Regions from separate parts of the Mus musculus genome. Here all the other regions are linked to region 3. Evidence: chromatin contacts called from public Micro-C and promoter capture Hi-C data. All regions are on one chromosome and are shown on one strand. The core of a region is the stretch at or near the end of the contact, and the rest is flanking DNA. Distances in the headings are between cores, read along the strand shown. Region 1 holds the start of Ecel1 (endothelin converting enzyme-like 1). Region 2 holds the start of Gpc1 (glypican 1). Region 3 holds the start of Gbx2 (gastrulation brain homeobox 2).

What was found. Promoter capture Hi-C pulls out the DNA fragments that hold promoters and counts their contacts. A called contact is a pair of places that touch in the nucleus more often than the background predicts.
Region 1: a contact with region 3 is called in a Micro-C map of embryonic stem cells, with 4 times the contacts expected there. The contact joins the promoter of Ecel1 here to the promoter of Gbx2 in region 3. A contact is called at or near these places in 1 of 39 promoter capture datasets (embryonic stem cells) and 1 of 484 Hi-C or Micro-C datasets (embryonic stem cells).
Region 2: a contact with region 3 is called in a promoter capture Hi-C map of pre-B cells, with 2.9 times the contacts expected there. The contact joins the promoter of Gpc1 here to the promoter of Gbx2 in region 3. A contact is called at or near these places in 2 of 39 promoter capture datasets (liver and pre-B cells).

What each region holds. Positions count from the first base shown.
Region 1 is chr1:87,153,526-87,157,686 of GRCm38.p6, forward strand. It overlaps Ecel1 (endothelin converting enzyme-like 1), which reads right to left and starts at 2,611. Exons shown (of 18, transcript NM_001277925.1): 1 at 2,495-2,611; 2 at 679-1,563; 3 at 1-61. The coding sequence starts at 1,464. The region is part of intron 3 of Gm33292 (a long non-coding RNA gene); the gene reads left to right.
Region 2 is chr1:92,829,871-92,834,002 of GRCm38.p6, forward strand. Gpc1 (glypican 1) reads left to right here and starts at 1,775. Exons shown (of 9, transcript NM_016696.5): 1 at 1,775-2,227. The coding sequence starts at 2,062. It overlaps Gm29481 (a long non-coding RNA gene), which reads right to left. Exons shown (of 3, transcript XR_003947946.1): 1 at 2,825-4,132.
Region 3 is chr1:89,929,065-89,932,963 of GRCm38.p6, forward strand. Gbx2 (gastrulation brain homeobox 2) reads right to left here and starts at 2,112. Exons shown (of 2, transcript NM_010262.3): 1 at 1,169-2,112; 2 at 1-79. The coding sequence starts at 1,691. It overlaps LOC102637806, which reads left to right and starts at 3,011. Exons shown (of 4, transcript XM_030244408.1): 1 at 3,011-3,084; 2 at 3,545-3,622. The coding sequence starts at 3,041.

The DNA.
Region 1 (4,161 bases), core at 1,361-3,860, 2.8 Mb before region 3:
TCTCCTCGTCTTGAGCTAGGTACAGGGTTCTCTCTGGCAGGGTGAGCCCATCCTGGTCAATCTGGGGAGGAAAACAGGGACCCCTGGTCAGAAGTGCACGGCCAGTTTTCCAGCGTTCCCTCTCAAATGTCAAAGAAGAGAAGACAGGACGAGTCAAATACGGATCTGTTGTCACAAGCTCCGGGATCATGAAAACCAACCCCTCTCTCAATCCAGAGAAGTTAGCCAAACCCCATTACTCTTAGTTCAGCCTGAAGATGCCCTGGAGAACCCGCCTTTCACTCCTTCCCCAACCGCCTTCACTTTCCCCACCTGTAGGGACACCGTGGGGCGCTATACTGGGAGTTGGGACCTCTGGAATTCTTAGCCAACCCCAGCCTTTCAGGGCGATCGCCTGCGGGCTCCCACTCCCCGAACCCCACCTGCCTGAGGGCTGGGAATTGCGGCTCCCGCAGCTCAGCTAAACACAGCAATTACTCCAGGGAAATTACTTGCGCCCTCCTCCCGCGCTCTGCCCCTGCGCGCGCCCCGCTCCTCCCTGATCCCCTAGCTGTCCGAACCCGTATCCTTCGGACGCGGGATGGAGCAGGGGGCACGCCGGGCCAAGGATGCGGGAGGTCTCAGGTGGGGTGCGAGGATTGTCGTGGGGCGGAAAGGCGGAGGGGGGGGGACACTCACGCGGATGACGTAGCGCGAGGAGTTCCTGTCGTCCAGGCTGACTGTAAGCGAGAAGAGCGCGGCCGCGCTGTACACACCCTGTGCCTTGTACAGCAGTCGGTTGAGGTCCCAGCGAGCCGCCCCGGGGCGATCGGCCGCGCCGCCCAGGTCCCAGCCGCCGCAGTCCTCGATGACCTCGAGCATGGGCCGCGGCCCGAGCCTCTCGATCTCGCGCATGTCGAGGCACGAGCGGAAGAAGGCGCGCACCTTGCGCTGCGCAGCGCCGCCGGGGCCTCCGGTGGGTCTCGCCAGCAGGCGCCGCAGACGCTCCTCGTTCTGCTCTCCGATGGCCGCGATCGTGCCGTAGGTGAGCTTGTCGTCGGGGATAGCGTGGCGCCGCAGCCAGCCTCCGCACGCGAACGAGTAGAAGTCCTGGCACGGGTCGATGCTGGCGTCCAGGTTGGCAGACAGAAAGCGGGCGGCGCGTGCAAAGGCCTTGCGCTCGGGGCAGCCCTCGGGACAGGCTCCGCCACCGCCCGCCGCTCCCGGGCCCAGGTATTTGAGCGCCAGCATGGCCGCCAGGATGGCGCAGAGGCCGGCAGCAAACACCAACCCCGACAGCAGGCACACCTCGCGTCGATTCCAGCGGGGCAGCCCAGACCTGGACCCGCTAGCACTGCGCCCTGAGCCCCTCGGGAAGCCTGGAGGCAGTGAGGTCCCTCGAGCGCCCCCGGTGCCACACCGGCTCACATACTTGACTTCCTGGAACTCGTCGTAGTGCGCTGTCATGGAATACGGGGCCTCCATTGTGCCGAGGCTTTGGCTGCAGACCCCTTGTTTGGTCGATTATAGGCTGCTTCTGTCTGCGGGCTTTCTGGTCGGAGCCCACATGGCCCTCGGTCGCAGCTGTAGGAAGGGAACATTAGCAGGCTCAGAGAGGCCCTGGAAAGTGAGGGGACCCAGAAAACAAAGGGTGGGAGTTAGTTTAAGAAGATGGAGGCCACCTGTGATCCACAACCAAGGATCCCACTTCACTCCGTCAACCAAGAAAGAAGGGTTCAGTTGCCAGCAGCTCTTACTGGAATAGTAGCCTTTAACCTGCCTACCCAGGTCTCCACAAGCTCACCACAGAGTAAGGATGCTCGGACACAAAACCAAAGAGCACCGGGCACAAAGTGGGGGCTTCACTGACAACCTGTTTCCCTTGTCTTTGCCTTTCTTGCCCATCATCCTCTCCAGACAAGCCAGGTGGGGGAGGGGGAAGCAGAGGCCGGAGAAAGGAGGTGTGGTCAGGGGCGCCTCTCTGCGGACCCTGAAGCCTCCTTCAGTTCTCCGAACTAAAAGCGACCAGACACCCAAACTTCGTCCTCGGGGAAGTCTGCAGGACCACTCTCAAGCCACCCTCTGGCTGTTTCTCTTCAATGGCTCCAAAGCCCACAAGTCCCTTCCCCAAGCAGCAGCCCTCTCCATTCCCCATCTTTCCCCCACCCGACTCCCCAACCCCGACGGCCCAGATGGAAAACCAGAGACTGGTTTCATCATTTGCCACCCATCAACGCCCCGGGCCATCCCTGTCGTCAACAGGTTCTCCCCAGAATCCAAAGTTGGGAGAAGTTTCACCCCCTTTGCTGCGCCAGCCCTGAGCTCAATCTCTTGCGTCGCGCGGCGCAGTCAGCGGAGCTTGAGAGCCGAGTCCTGGAGTCGCAGCCGCAGCCGCAGCTGGAGCCAGAGCCGGGAGGACAGAGACAAAGCCGAGAAGCTCGGCTCGGCAGCCGCGGTGGCCTCGGAGGTGGCTGTGATGATGTCCTCGGAGGCGGCGGGCCCGAATGACACTTACCCGGCAGGTGCGCGTCTGGGCCGGGCGAGGACCGAGGGAGGGGTCGGGAGCAAATCCCGGCCTCAGCCGGAGAGGAGCTGGGCTGGCTGCGGCTCTCTTCGTGCGCCCGCCGCCTCTGCCGCCGCGCCGCGCCGCCCGCCAGCCCCGAAGGAGGGGGCGCGCCGGCGGCTCCACCCTCCTTCTCCCGCCCCCTGCACCCCTCCTTCTCTCTGCTTCCCTCTGGGCTACCTGTCAGCTCCAGCAGTGCGGAGGTGGGGATGGCGACCGCGGAGATAACGCTCCTGAGAGTGATGCACCAGCTTCTGGCTCCAGGACTCCGGAGTCCAGATCTGTCCCGGGAGGAGGAAGCACGGTCCCTTCTGATGAGCCACTTGGAGCCACCTACCAGTCTGCGGTAAAGGGACTGAAGCTGGAGATCTGGAGGCCAGAGGGAAGTCTGGGCCGAGCCCACAGAAGCTCAGCCCAGGGAGGACTCCAATGGGCAGGTGAAGAGCCTGTATCTGGACCAGCACTCTGCCAGGCGCCATCAGCACCAAGACTTCTTTGTCCTTTTAACTCCTGCTTGCCCCATCTGGGTTCTGGTTGGTACAAGACCCTTTACCTAGCTCTCCTGGGGAGGTTGCAAGTAGAGGCTGAGGCTGTGGCCTCCTCAACCTTAGGTTTTCCTGACATCATTGGCAGGAAGTCCCAGACCCACATAGAAAGGCCTAGAAAAGGATGGTAGGGTGGGGAGAGGGAGGAATCTTGCTCCACTTCCCTCACGGGACTACACAGGGTGAGTTTGTCCAGTCTTCCACCCATTCCGGTTGGCTGAACTAGCTTTTTAAATGTTGGGGACCTCGCTCCTTCCAAGAGACAGAATCATCTTTACCTCTCCACTGTACCCACAAGGTGAAGCCCACACGTGACAGAGACCTGGGAGCTTTCTGAAGGACTGCTACTGTTTCAGGAATCTGCTTTCTCTGCCTCGACTTACCCATCTCTTCTGGTATCCCCAGCAAAGGACCACACAGCCCCAGCAATCCCAACCTTGTGGCTCCAGCCTGCAGCCCTGGCCTAAGCAATGTTTCAGACATTGGTGAAGACCGATGTGATAGAACCCATGTTGAGGTGGGACTGCGGAGAGCGACCACCATCCCGTCGCCATCCCCTCCGGATGTTCTTCATCGTCAGCTACCCAGTCACTAGCCTTTAGTGGCCACCTCTACCACTTTCCTGCCTGTCCAGTCTGTCCATTTCTAAGTCCCACTCACAGGACTGTCTTTCATTCTGACCATCCTAAGGTCCTCTCCTGCCCCATGCATTCTTCTCAGGTCCAATTAATTCTACTGAGGAGCGATGGAATTACGCAAAAATGCCGTGTTTCCGTGAGGGGGGAGGGGAGGGCAGGGCGGTGGCAGAGTGGCTCTTTGTGCTTTTAATCTGCATTTTCCCCTCAACATTCCATCTCCTGGAGGATAATTTTCCAGCCTTTTCAGGCCCTGATTGGTATCATTTCTCCGGCAATGACAGCTTTTATTTTCCCCGAAATGAATGCCGTGAAATTTCCAAGAAATATAAAAATGGATATTGTCTCAAGGAGCCGACTACTCCGACAGCAAGGCACAGAGGCAAACCTGCTTCCCCGGGGACTTTCCTCTGCATCCACAGGAGGATAGGGACCCTGG
Region 2 (4,132 bases), core at 525-3,024, 2.9 Mb after region 3:
CGCATACATGGTTCCTCAAGATTATGGAGACTCCAGTATGGAGAGGAGCACCACTTTGGAGCACTATCTTGGCTGCCAGTAGTATGACCTGTGGGAAAGTGCTATGCTGTTCTTTTGCAGGTACAGTGATAAAGATTTCCCTAGAAAAGACAGCCAACCTATACAGCATCATAGCAAAGGCCATAGCCTAAAGACCTGCCATTTTGGGGTCCAGAAATGGCTCAGACACTGAGCCTACCCCAAGGAACTATCTAGGCTGGTCAACTTACAAAGAGGCATTCAGTGGTGATGGCATGTTGAGAGGCCAGAACACATGGGGAGCACAGAAAGCAAGTAGGAGCCCTGGCCATTGCAAGTCCTCTATTAAAAGTGACAGGGATCCAAGCTGTCCTGGCCAGGACATGCAGTGGACAGGGGTCCGTGAGTCAGGAGCAGTGTTACAGTAGAGGGATGTGAGGATATCTGCTCCGATAGATTGGTTTTCCATTGTTACTCTCAAGCAATGACTGCAGAGATTAATTGGATCACTTTCCTAGGAGTTAGGACAGGAAACCCACCCCCTAAGGTGGACAGAACCCCTGACGGGAGGACATCCTGAGGCATGGGTGATTGGGGGTTTTGCCACAAACCTGCAAAGCCCTGATTCAGCTGAATCCAAGAGCGCTGCACTCTATTGACACATAGTGGTAATCTATGACTCTCAACCATAAACCACATCTCGCTTTCTTCCCATTCCCAGATTAGGTATCTAGATTCAGTCTAACCTCAGCTATGATGGCCTCTTCATAGGATAAAGGGAACAGCAGGAGGGATAGTGCTGCCCGGCAGCAGCTAAGCAAGAAACTCCAGACCCAGCACCATCACCAGCTCCCAGGTAGGTCCCAGGTAGGGTCCCTTCTCCCCACAATCATCCCTGCAGCTGCGTGACAGTTGGTGGTCTGCCACACCTGGCCTGGAGTTGAGCTGCCCAACATTAACTCCTCGCTCTATTCCTTTTGCCAGAGGTCACCTACCACGCTGCACCCAAGCCTACAGACCTGCCTCTGCCCCATTGCTCTAGCACCTAAATAGTCACGAAGAGGGACCGTAACAGTCGCTGGCAATCTGCATCAACTGAAGTCATCTGAGCTGATGAAGGCTAGTTTTTTTTTTTTTTTTTTTGGCCAGTTTTCAGCCCCCTCATCCTCCTCCAAAACACGTCAGACGAGAACTGGAGCCGCTCAGGGGCGGCTAGAAAGGGCGTATGGATGTAGGAGTTGTTGCTGGGGGGTGGGGGGCAGCAGGTGAGTAGGGAAGTGACCGGACCAGGACTGAGTAGTAGAAGCGCTAAGAGAGCAAGCCGGTAAGGTGAAGGATGGAAAGGAGCAAAGAGATGCCGAATTCGGCTGGGGGCGGGGAAGCTCCTGATTGGCCAGCGGAGGACGTGATGTCACGTCCGGCGAGGGAAGCCCTGCCTCAGCTGCCCCCCCCCCCCGCCCTGCCCCCGCCCCCACAGGTGGTGCCGCCGCCCTGGGTGCTGGGCTGGGGGGGACACCTTAGGGGACCCCGGACTCGGCCTTTGCACTCCAGGCTCTCCCCGCCGCCTCCCATCTCACCCAGGCAACGGAGCACATCGCCTGGGCTGAGAGAACATTCCCTCCTCTCCCTCCGGAGAGCGAAGGGGCGCCCGGTGCGCCCCGATCGTGCCCCGCCTCGCCCCGCCCCGCCCCGCCCGGGCGCTCCCCTCTTCCCGCCCGCGCTCCCCGCCCCTCCCTGCCCCTCTCCGCGGCCGCCGTGGGGCCGGGCGGGCGGCGGGGGAGGCGCCGAGCCGGGGCTGCGCGTTCGCCCGCCGCGCTCTAGGCGGCCCGACTGAGCGGCCGGACCTCGCGCCTCGCGCCTAGCTCCCCGCGCCGCAGCCGCAGCCGGCTTTTGTTGTCTCCGCCTCCTCGACTGCCACCGCCTCTGGACCACGAGCGTCGCGCGCTGGGACCTTGGCTCTGCCCTTCGCGCACACTGGGCTGAGCGGGCCGGCCGGGACCGAGGGAGGCGCGCACCGGCGGCCAGGGAGCCTCGGGCCCCGCCATGGAACTCCGGACCCGAGGCTGGTGGCTGCTGTGCGCGGCCGCCGCGCTGGTCGTCTGCGCCCGCGGGGACCCCGCCAGCAAGAGCCGGAGCTGCAGCGAAGTCCGCCAGATCTACGGGGCTAAGGGCTTTAGCCTGAGCGATGTGCCTCAGGCAGAGATCTCGGGTGAGTAAGGGCGCTGCGTCCGGGGGCACCGGACCCTAGCACTCGGGAGGTCTGATCTGGGCCCCTACCCGCGCCGCAGCTAGCCCCGGGCGCCAGAACCCGCCGCCTGGACTTGGAGTGGCCTCCTGCTCCTCAACTGGTCTATACCCCACGGCCCTCGCCCCCGAGCTCCGATCCGCTCTGTTGCTGCCCAGTTCCCAGCCACTACGCTCTAGAGTCCCTTCCCCATAGCAATCTGCGCTCCCTTTGGGTTAGGGTTGTTGCTGGGCGTCTTTGGTCCCCGGCTTGGCCCACTGTGCTGGCGGGGCAGCAATCCCAGCTCCGGGACAGCGTGCCTGCCGCCCTTGCGGCGAAGCAAGCGGTAGCTCTGGGACGGTCTATTGGGTCGCATATCCCGGTTGCAGTGGGCTAGGAACTTCTCTATGCGGATCTCTCCCAGAGGCGTCAAGGGTTCTGCTTAGGAATTTACGCGGATCCACAGCAGGAGCCGCCTAGGTGGGATTTATGGGGGAGATCCTACACTTCAAGCCTGGGTTCTAAGGAAATGTGAGCCCGCTGCGCGATTCAGGGGACCCCAGGGCTCGAGGGGATTCCTACCTAGGAACTTGTGCCCGCCAGCGCCCCTATCCTAGCACACTCGTGGTCTGACCGGGCGCTCCGGGCCGCCTGGAGCTGCGAGCCCAGCTGCAGGTGGTCGGCGTCTTGGATCCCGCCCAGGGGCCTTGTCATCTCTTTGTAAGAAGAGCGGCCCTCCTGGCGGCGGCCTCGGCCCTGCAGCTGCTGAGAGCAGCCCTTCCCCTCCCTTCCCTTCCCTGCTGCCTCAGGAGCTCTGGGAACCGAATCTTTATGAGCTTGGAGTGCCTATGCAATGTCCCAAGGACCTCCCAAGCCCCAGGCTTTGCTCTTAAATGTGTGGGGAGCTTTCCTGGATAAGTGTAACACCAGGGCCTTGGTGAGCAGGGAATTCCTGCTGTGGGATTCTTCTGAAACTGAGGGGGCTTGCAGACTAGAGACCAAACTCAACTGGTGTCGTAGGCACTCTGAATGAGGAAAGTAAGAGTATTGCCCAGAGGGGTGGCCTGTGGCCCCAACTTGCTTGGGAATGGCAGTAGATAGCCAGCCATGGAGAACCCTGTTTCTGGGGAGAGACAGAACCCACAAGACACATTGTGTGGCCTGAGTCTCTTGACTATCTCCCTCTCAAATGCCCTCAGAACAGGCCTTTCTATGCCTCTCTCTACATACAGCCCTGCCATTGCCAAAGCCACCTCCTACAGTTCTCTGGGCACTGTCACCCGGTGCCTGGCAGCAGCAGGTATAGTTTGGTTGGTACCCTGCTCACTCTACCCACCTCCAAACACACAGAAATAGGAACATATACCCTGACATCCTTGTGTATCTCTTATCCCTGCCAGACGTACCCTGCTCCGCACACATACCAGCCTGAGGCCTTCCAGCCTACATCTTACCTTGGCATGGATATGCCACCCATCTTAATGCCTTCTTGGAGACCTTCTTGAGCTTGTACCCACCCACAGCTACTGTGCCCGAGTAGGCAGGGACTGGCAATGTAGGCAGTGACAAGGGCAGTGAGAGGGCAAAATAAAGAAGCAGAGGTGTGGTCCTTCCAGAGAGCCTGGTTCTTACTACCCTGCAGTTGGGGAATGTGGGGGATTAGGAACAAGACAAGCAAAAGGCTTTGATGTCTGTGAGGACAGCCGTAGATGCCCATCCAGCTGGGGTGTGTAGGCACCCTGCAGAATTACAGCAGTCATACTGGTTGGGGCCCAGTGTTTGTTCAGAGACACCCTATTTATTGACATGCAAGGCTGGGGCCTATGTTTTCCCATCATCCCTATTGGTGCACCTCAGAACTGGTGCCACACTTTTCTGGAACCCCATGGG
Region 3 (3,899 bases), core at 862-3,361:
AGAGAGAAGCTCTCCTCCTTGCCCTTCGGGTCATCTTCCACCTTTGACTCGTCTTTCCCTTGCCCTCGGACAGCCCCGACTGAAAGCAAAACCAAACGGCATTTTATTACATTTTGAACACTGCCTTCCCCAGTCCCTTCCCACTTGGGCACCTCACCCCTATCTCCCCCCAGCAGATTGTCTTTCTACCACATTAACACATTGCGATTTCCTGGCCTTTGAGGAAGGGGGTGGGGGGAGCGTGAGAAAAAGCTCAAAGGAGAGGAGGAGACAGTAGAGGCGACGGCCCTTTGCCCAGAACCATCACTCAAGGGGCTGCCATGTCTCCCGCTCACCCTCCCAGCCTCTAACAGCTTAAGTATCAGGATGCTGCTCGGACCTGAGGCCCAAGAGAATATCCCCTTTGTTTCCCTGGGGTCCAGGACTGTTTGAAGACCAAGGGGGAGTTCATGATCCTCCCCACCACCATCTGAACAACTAAAATTAAGTGAGCCTCAATTTCACAGCAGATGTGAGTGGTGTAGGGCCGATGCCAGCCCGCAGCTTTCTTGAGACATATCATTTGTGTCTCCTTAGGAGAAGTTTTCCACCCTAGAGTTCCTAGTGCGTGCATGTACACACACACACACACACACACACACACACAGAGAGAGAGAGAGAGAGAGAGAGAGAGAGAGAGAGAGAGAGAGAGAGAGAGAGTCTCGCAGGAATCTGATTCTCTTGGATGAACAGAGAACCCAGTGAAGATATTTGAGTCTGGACTCTATTGGGTACATATGCAACTGAAAAAAGAAAAAAACCAGCCCAATAAGGCCTCTCTTTAAGGTTGCAACACACCAAGGACCCTCAATAATCACAGCGTGTGTGTGTGTGTGTGTGTGTGTGTGTGTGTGTGTGTGTGTGTGCCAAACACGCCACCAGATGTGTGGCCTGGAGTAGCTAGCAGGAGAGCTCTAAACGCCTCCTTTCCCCAGGATCCTGCTTGTTGCTTGGCGTTAAATGCCCCATTGGAAAGCTCCGGTGGGCATCACCGCAACTCCTCCAGCTATTCCCGCAGAGGTCGGGCGGGGGCGCGGCCTCGTCCCCCGGGTCTCGGCGGGAACCCGGAGCTGGCCCGCCCCCACTCCCTCCCGTCCCCGCGTTCCGGCTGCGCGCGCCGCCGACTCACCGAGCGACGCCTGCACCGCTTCGGCCGCAGAGAAAGCGAGCAGCGAGCCCTCCTTGGCCAAGAAGGCTTTGCCGTCTTCCGCATCCGCTTGGAGCGCCTCGGCTTTGTCGAAGTTGCCGCCTCCGGGCAGTGGCTGTGGAGCGAACTTGCGGGCAGCCGCCGCCTCTTGGTGCTGGGGCGACGCAGAGAAGCCGCCGGGCAGAGTGGCCATGAGCGTGGAGGTGAGCGCCATGCCCTGCGCCAGGCTGGAGCAGAAGCCGGTGGGCAGGCTGGGGATCTGGTGGTGAGGGTGCGCGGGCGGCAGAGCGGGCTGCAGCGCTGCCTGGGGCAGCGCGGGAGGCGGTGGCGGCGGTGGCGGCAGCACCACCGGCCGGTAGGGCATGAACATGGGGTAGCCGGTGTAGACGAAATGGCCGGGACTGGGCTGCGGCGGGCTGCCGATCAGCGAGTCTATGCTGAAGGCGGTACTACTCCCCAGCGGGCGCTGCATCATCATCAGCGACGGCGGGAACGCTGCGCTCATAGACGCGTTCGGGAGAAGCCAGGGAGAGACGAAAAGTCCCCGTGTCCCGCCGCCGCCTGGAAGCCCTCCGGACGCTGGGAGTACCACCGGGAACTCCGGGCAGGGGCTGAGCGGTGCCCAGAGCGCAGACGCCGCCGCCGCCCCTCAGTGCAGGACCCGCAGCATACCCGGCCTGCACGGGTGCAGCCACCGAGCGCGATGAGGCCGTGCGCCCGGGATGGAGAGGGCGCCGGGGACCTCGCGTTCGCCGGAACCGCTCCCGGCTGCTAGCCCGTCGGAACGCGCGCGCTTCGCGTCTGCAGGTCTCGGCCCAGCTACCAGCAGTGCGTGCGTCCGTCCGTCTGTCCGTCCTGCAGTCCGTCGTCTCCCACGGGCGGCTGGGGAGCGCGCGAAGCCGGCGCACTTGTCTCTGGCGGGCGCCGCCAGCACCTTTAAATCGCGCTCCTCTTTCTCATTCACATTTTGCCAGCTGCCCAGCGGAGCTCGTGTCACGTGGGACCGAGCACCAACTCCTATTTGCTATTCAGGGGAAGGCGGGGCGAAATTAGGGCTCCGCCCCCTTCACCCAGGCGGGCCGCAAATGGGCTACCGGCGCCACGGTTGGAGCGTGCTGGCCTGGGAGCTGGAGCCTTTGCACCGCGCGGAGCAAACTTAAGAGGGACCCTTGCTACCTACCCGACTCAGACCCTAGAGTCCCTGGCATCCCTGTGGAGGCCTCATGAGAGGCGGCTTGGAACTGGCACCCGCCACCGATGGGCCGGGAGTGTTTTACTACAGCAGAACCCTGTGTGATGCTCACCTTAACCAGGGGCGCTCTGGTTGTGCCAAGGGTCCGGGCAAGGTCTCCGGATAGCGTTTAAGGTCTTGCCTCTGCAGGTCTGCTCCCAGAGGTGCGCCTGGGCCTGTCAGCCCTTGCTCACACGACACGGAAGCTGAATGGTTGCTTGCGGCCCGCTGGTGGCAGCGGGGCGGCCGGCGGTGGTCTCCCTCATTCCTGGTTGGGCCCTCCGTGAGCGATCCCTGCTCATTTTTCATGACATTCTTAATCATCGCACCTATTTACCCACTTTGCCAGCGTACACCAAAATAACAGCCACGATAATTATGATAATAAAGCGAGTCTTTTATCTGCTCCATCTTCAGGGAGGAATGGGGGGGGGGGTTGCGACGCCTCTGGATTGTATAACGTGAGATTATCCTGATGAAAGCTTTATGATGTTTGCTCAAATAAAAGCTGCGTTTTGTAAATAGGCACTAATTAAGCACGTTGGCAACGGAGGGAGCTCTCACCCTGGCTCTGCGCAGCGCGAGGACTCCTGGGCACGCGGTTCCCCTTTGCGGACTGCTGGATGGAGCTGAGTCCCTCAAGATATTTCCCCTGTTCTCGACAATGGTAAAAAGCCGGGAATTTGGGGGTTAGGAGATTGGAGGGATTGCGGCGAAAGGAAAGTAGGCATTTCTGGTCATCTTTTCTTATGTTGAAACAAACTTTCAAATCTTGTGTTCCTTTTAAAATGGGATCCTTTCGTGGCGAAGGCAGATCCTGCCAAGCGCGTTGGGCTTCCTCGGGTCCCCCTGCCTGTTCTTCAGATTCCTTGGTCTAGACGTCCTTTCGGAACTGCTGACAGCACCAGGCCAAGGAGCAAAGGAGGGCATTGTTATATAGGTCATTAAAAAATCAGTTCACCCGGAAGAGCTCTGGCTGGGGAGTTGGCTCATGTTGGACGTGTGTTATGTATCACAAGCACATTTAATTGGGAGATAAAGATAAATCGATCTTTATGAATTTATCGACCCGATTCTTTGAAGCTCTTCTTTCTCGGTCTTCCTCTTTCTCCCGCTCTAACCCCAAGGTCCCCCGGGGACGTCTCAATCCTAGAGATCTTCTCGGGCCAAGAATCTTGCCAGAGAGCAACTGCCCACCCAGAGAGGTAAGAGGGGACGATGAGTCCTTTGCATCTCTTGGCCAGAAGAAAACTCGCTGGCCCGGCTGCCAGCCGTCCTCCTCCCCCACCAGTGTCCCCTCCCCTCCCCTCCATCACCCGGACAAAGACATCTCAAACGCCTTTCCCCTCTCCGGGCCGCAGTAATAGATGGTTTCGGCAGCAGGCGGTTTGAAAGGAATTCATTAGGGCGCTGCCTGTGTTGCATCCCTTCACTTCACGCCCAGAACTCGAGATGGCTTAGGCAGTGTGAGGGGAAATTAAT